Linked DNA regions of Anas platyrhynchos: region 1 is linked to region 2. A link is a contact called in public Hi-C data. All regions are on one chromosome and are shown on one strand. Each heading gives the region's core, a stretch centred on a gene start, on an enhancer-like site or on the middle of the called end of the contact. The rest is flanking DNA. Distances are from core to core; before and after follow the strand shown.

Region 1 (3,264 bases), core at 454-2,953, 43 kb after region 2:
AGTGAAGACTTGCTGGGATAAGTTGCTAAGATGGATTGAATCACAGTTATGGTGTTTTGTTTTGTTGTTTTTTTTTTTTGTTTTTTTTTTTTTTTTTTTCCATATTAAATTTTGTAATATAAGGGCAAAATGTAGGGACTTTTGAACTTAGAATCATAGAATCGAATCATCTAGGTTGGAAGAGACCCTTAAGATCATCAAGCCCAACCATCAACCTAACACTGCTAAGTCTACCATTTAAGGATGTCCCTAAGCACCATGTCCATGTGTCTCAAACACCTATAGGGACAGGGATTTCAGCACTTCCCTGTGCAGCCTGTTTCGATGTCTAACCACCCTTTCCATGAATAAATTCTTCATATCTAATCTAAGCCTCTGCTGGAGCAACTTGAGGCAGTTTGACCTTCTGAAGGACAATATCATCAGTCTCCCTTTATGGTGTTAGAAGATAGCATCTTACGGGCTTGTAGGGTGGTTTAGTCAGACAGTGATGGGCAGGCTCATGTGAAATGCACGGCTTGGTGTCATTAACCAAGGTGACTGTACAGGAGGTTTCTATTGTTCTCTGAAACTACAGGGTTCCTCATCTGAGAAAGTAAATGGGAAAGAACCAATGACGGTTTTGAAGACTGTGTTTCTTATAGAAACAATAACAAAAGAGGTGGGTCAAGAGGGGGGTGTCACAGAGGGGTGCAGCTACACATTGCGTTGTGAGATAGCATTCACCAGTCAAAGCAGGCAGCAGACATGCAAATGTAAGTTCTTGGAACTACTGACTGGCATCTGGCTTCCTGCACAGTCTCTTGTGCTGAATAATATGGTTGAGCGTTGGCTGTATGCGTTACTCAAACTTTTCTTTTTGGAATCTGATGACCTATTTTGATATCAGACTGGAAGTAATACATCCAAGAATCCTAAGCCAGTATCTGTTTTTTTTTTTTTTTTTTTTTTTTTTTTTTTTTTGTTTGTTTGTTTGTTTTTTAAATCATATTTTGTAGATGATATAAAAACATCCATACAAAGCACTTCCAAAGAGTGAAGAGTACATGGATGTCTCCCCTTATTGTAGCTTCTGTCCCTGTGTATTGGCAAGGCAAGCTGCCAAAAGAGTAGTGCTGACAATGACACTTGAGTCCTATTGACTTGTGATCTATTTCCCTCCTTGCTTACCTACAACAACGGCCCCAATTTGTTCCTTTCTTGTGTGCCTAAACTCAGTGCTGGGTCTGGGATAAGAAAGTATATTTGCAGTGATTAGTAGAAAACCACATCCATACTGCTTGACTGGCTGCTACCAACCAAGATACGTAATACGTTCCTCCTCCACTTTCCCTTAATGAGGTGTGAATTTGAGTGTAGCTCATCTTCTCACTTCTGTTTCTTAGGAAGAAAGCTGGAATTTTATCTGAGATATTTCCCCTGTGTCCAGTTTGATTGAAAGTGGCTAAGAGATTCAAAAACAGTAGCAGTAGCTGAGATGAACAGACTGTAAAAATGCTTCTTTTTAAGAGCTACAGAAAAAGAAACTAGTGGTGTTCAGGGATCCTCTTGGAAATGTTCTTTTTTCCTCTGCTGGAAGTTAGCTGAGAAATTAAAACTATTTGACTCTGCTGACATTCAGGCAAATAAGGAACCAAAACTGGAAATGAATCATCCTCTTTTCTGCTCTGTCTCTCAAGCTGTTCCCCAAAAGGTGGCAGTCTCTGCTAGCAGGAATGTGTCATGCTCTGACAGATGGGTGCTTTTCCTTGAGGTTCATTCAGTTCTGTGTTCTGCACTGGCTGAGTTTTTTTTTTTTTTTCTCTCCCCTCCTCCCCCATAACCTTTATCTTTCAAATGCGACCAGCAGCCTGTATATTTGACAAATATTTGTCTAGCACTGTAAATGCACACAGACTTAAAAATGACCTTTGAGTTAAACCAGAGCAGATTCCCACATAAAAAGGAATTAGTTCGAGTTACTTTTTTTTTTTTTTTTTTTTTTTTAAGCTGTATAAACAGAAATTATTAGAATGCATGCTATGAATGCTTCATCTCTGCATCTGTGGCTGAACTTCTACAGCTCGTTAAAATGTTATCACAGCTACAACTGTTCCCTGAAGACTGTGCCAGTGGCCTGGACCTGTACTCTCCAGGTATATGCAAAATTCCTGGGCTTCTCTGGTGTTCTCTCAGTTTGGGGTCAGATCTGAAGGACTTGAAGCTGTCCTTGAGTTATAATCCAGACCCCATGAAGCTGGTGCTCCTTGCTTACTGGTGCTGTTCTGATGGCGCTCTATTTTATATCTCTGCCTGGACTCAGTTGCTGCACAGACAAAGTTATTCCTGGGCTATTCCTGGATCTGACAGCAGCTACAAGCCTGTGGATGCTGCTGCAAGATCCAGCCAGTGGTCATCACGGGATGAGGGGAATGCAGTTCATACCCTGACATTTCCATCCCCCTGCCCCCATCACATCCTTATACACATGATTTCCTCATCTACTTCTGTAGTCTTCTCCCTGGAGAGCTCACAATGAATCTAAGGAAAGGAGTGGAAAATGCCTGCCGAAGCAGCTAATTCTGTCCTTCCATTTGGGGACGAGAAGCCCAAGTTTACCTCTTGGGACACTCTCAAAGACATGCACTGGTTGTTGCTTAAAAACAAATGAAAAACAGACTTCCCAGGGTGGATTTTTCCTCTTAGGAGACTGGTGATTGTATTTGAGACCCTTTTTTAGATAGTGGGAAATTAACAAGGGGATTCTAGAAACAAATTCACTGGGCCTGAGCTGTTTTTACTGTGCAGACACTAACGTATCTTTGTCTTTACAGCATGGCAATTCCCACATCAGTCAGATTGGACTAAAAGGATCTTCATATGAATAATAATGCAGACTGGCAGCGTACTTCTAAAAACTTCATTTAGCTAAACAGAAGTATATTGTGTCCGTGTTTCTGCTCCAGGAATGTGTCTCTTATTTTTTTTTCCTCTGCCTTTCAAGTATTCATTGGTTAAGAAATCTGACTTGCCTTCACTCGAACACTAGATAACTTAGAGGGAGAATTTCATTTATTTCTCTGTTTTGTAAAGAATGACAAACCCTGCAAAATTGTGAGTGCAAAATCCAGTACTCTCCTCACTACTGATTTTCTTGAGGATTCTTTGGTTCCACTGTAGACAATTGCATTGAGGCTTCAAATGATGGGATAAATAGTCAAAAGCCAAAGTACAGAAAATGGCTAAGGCCTGCTCCACATCAGAGAAGGCAGATTAGAGCTAGAG
Region 2 (3,034 bases), core at 56-2,555:
GCAAAAATTTTGAAAGCAGGTGGTGCGCTCACTCCCCCTGCTTACATTTTCACTGCAGTGTTTGACCATTTGTCTCCTTAGCATCTGCTGAAATTCTCACAGACAATCCAGTCTTCTGATTCAGACCTTCTGATTGAGCAGTTATTAAGAAGAAAAGAACAAAACCTGTGCTTAAAAGTATAACACAGAAATATAGCAAGAAAACAGTGGCTTTAACCACAATGTATGCCTTCGGTAGCAGCAGTCTGTTTGGCAGCATTTATGGAATTTCTCCAGTTTGGTCTTTATCAAAAACCACAGTGCAATGAGCACGTCTGTGATAATCAAGTGATGTCCTCTTACCCTGAAGTTTGAGCAAGCTGAGGTAAGGAACAGAAATTTTAGAAGTTATGTGCTGAGAGTGCAGTCTGTGAATGTACCCACAGAAAGGAAACGGGCTATTTTTGGTCAGCTATGACTCCAGATTTATTGAACCACTTGATTTCATACAGAAATGATCTCTCTGGTATGGTCCTGAGGCTCTGCAGCGCTTCAGGAGCAGTAGGACAGAAGAAGGGAGCAAAGCACAAACTGAATTATAAAGAATATGCATTAAAATGAAAGAAAAAAAAAAATAGAGTGACAAACTCACACAAAAAGATAGGACCTCAGGCTTAGTGCCTCCCTGCTATTCTTATAGCACATTCCACAAAATACAGTTAGAAAAGGGCAGGCACCACTGCACTCTGCTTGTTTCTGTGTTTCTTCTTCCTCTCCCTGACACGGGATACTTCCTGAAGAGCAGTACATGCAGCCAAACTGTGTCCTGGACCACAACATCTTCAGTGCTACAAAAATAATAGTTCCCTCACCCTTGCTAAATCCAACTATTCAGAAACCATGACTCAGATGACTGAGATTTCAAAATGATGACTGGCTTAAAACTCATATTGATTTTTTATTTTTATTTCCAAGCAAGTAAGAGCCTTAAAGATCTTCAAATTGTCATCTGTCTTCTGGGCTCCGTGTTTTGCTCTGGAGTTTTAGTAGGTATGAGAGCTCAAAGCTTGAAACGAAAGTGGAATCACATAACTAGTGGCTGTGATGTGCAACAAAATCCTCAACAGCCAGCAGGACCGTTTCGATTTGTATATTTGTAAGATGGAAAAAATAAAGAAATTGGGCTTCCATAGCCTAGTGCTGAAGAAGGATATAATGGATCTGATGCTCAGCTACTTTGTTCCTGCACTTCAGGCAGGAGGGGAACGACTGCAGGCAGGGAAAAAAAAGTATGTGTGAAGTTTGGATTCATACCCTGGAGTCCTGCAGGGGCCGCAACAACTCTTACTGTGAGCCAGAGCATCCGCAGGGCCAGCCTAGTTTGTGCTCTGCTTCTTAAGGTCTGAAGCAGAGACTATCCAAGGCTCAGTGCATACCTGCTGTGCTCCCCATCTCCTCTGTGTGCTGGAGCTGGGGGTGCCCCATCCCTGGAGGTGTTCAGGGTGAGGCTGAATGGGGCTTTGGGCATCCTGGGCTGGTGGGAGGTGTCCCTGCACACAGCAGGGGGGTGGAATTAGGTGATCCTTAAGGTGCTTTCCAACCCAAACCATTCTGTGATTCTATGACATTTTGCATACAAGAGCTCACATTTTTTAGCCCATATAAAACTCTCTCACACACATGCACAAAGTATTTGGTTAAAGTGACATTATCTTTCATTTAGAAATGTGTAGTGAATCCAGGACATACTGATACTTTACTGTTTTGAGATAAATGAGCTTTGAATCAGGATCTGTTGTATAAATGAACAGATCTGGACACAACTTAAATTATTTGATTAGGGTTTTTGGAAGGAGTTTGTGGCATTTTAAGGAGTGAAGCCTCAGAGCCCTGTCTGTTAGCTTTCTTATGCTGCAGCCGGTCTTCGTTATTGTTTGCTGCTTTGATGCAACTGCAGAAAAAAACTCCCAGTTTCAGACTCCATGCTGGGTATGGGTTTGCTGTGTGTAAGCAACAAGAGGTGCTGAGTCAGCCTGGGCTGCTGCACGAGCTGTGATCCTGGGCAGCAACCGAGGTGCAGATTAGTCCCCAAGCTGCTGAAGGGTGTATGTTACTCCTGGAAGGCCTGTCTGTATGTTGGCACCCAAATAGGGGTGCCTTTAACAGGGGCAACTTATAAAAGAGTGTCAGGAAAATAATTACTTTAATGGGGACAGCTACTTTTAGATTTTCTGACCTTTATTGTGATACATGTTCTCTCTTACACACACACTCTGATACAAGAGCGTGCGTTTGAATAACGCGACTGAGCCCCCCTGCAGCACAGAAGTGAGCTCTCTGCCAACATCAGAGCTCTGCTTAGGCAAAGCTGAATTTGAGCTTGTCACTTTGGATTAAAGGTCATAAAGAGGTCGCAGAGTATCACTGACTGTGTGATACTAGTGTTAGGTGGGTGATTTTGAAACTTTGGTGTAGATGGCTTGTCTACAGCCAACTGAAGGAGCTAGTGGAATAAGCAAAAGCCAAGCTGAGGTTGCGATGTGCTGTAGTTCTGAAGCCAGTGTAATACCCACTGCAACAAAGCTGACATCAAGCAGATACAACAAGAGGTACCTAGAAAGGTTGAGGTGATTTATGTCAGTTCTCTTTTTAAACCCCATTGCAATGCCAGAAGACTGTAATGTAGTAGCCAACCATATTTTATGACAGATTAAGAAGACAAGGTATGTATATACGTATATACACACACACATATATGTTTACCCAAGAGTGAGACCAGGCTCTTTGGTTTCTGTTAACATATGCATTTCTTATGCAGTACTAAAAAAAAATCAAAATGTTCACTTGGTGGGCACTACCTTCAACACTCACTCCAGTGCCCACAATGAAATACCAATGTCGATGATCTGTGTTTGAGTAAGAGAGTTTCTGTCATCACTTTAAGCCACAGGGATGCACAGAGCACCCCTCTCAATTATCTCAGCAAATGGTATTTTGTAGCGTTTTGGTAGCCATGGCTCATTCTCAGCTTTAATAAAACCACAGAGGGTTAACA

Evidence for each region. Hi-C and Micro-C count contacts between places; a contact is called where the count stands out from the background.
Region 1: a contact with region 2 is called in a Hi-C map of subcutaneous adipose tissue, with 2.1 times the contacts expected there. The contact joins two enhancer-like sites. A contact is called at or near these places in 2 of 8 Hi-C or Micro-C datasets (skeletal muscle and subcutaneous adipose tissue).

What each region holds. Positions count from the first base shown.
Region 1 is chr3:39,264,303-39,267,566 of IASCAAS_PekinDuck_T2T, forward strand. The region is part of intron 3 of LOC110352700 (a long non-coding RNA gene); the gene reads left to right. Among named protein-coding and RNA genes, the nearest start is that of TMEM247, 20 kb to the left of the region's middle. Within about 2 kb of position 1,704, at least 1 of the 8 cell types and tissues checked has an H3K27ac peak or open chromatin away from gene starts, as enhancers often do. A contact at or near this core is called in subcutaneous adipose tissue, where this site is marked.
Region 2 is chr3:39,222,091-39,225,124 of IASCAAS_PekinDuck_T2T, forward strand. No RefSeq gene overlaps it. Among named protein-coding and RNA genes, the nearest start is that of RHOQ, 20 kb to the left of the region's middle. Within about 2 kb of position 1,306, at least 1 of the 8 cell types and tissues checked has an H3K27ac peak or open chromatin away from gene starts, as enhancers often do. A contact at or near this core is called in subcutaneous adipose tissue, where this site is marked.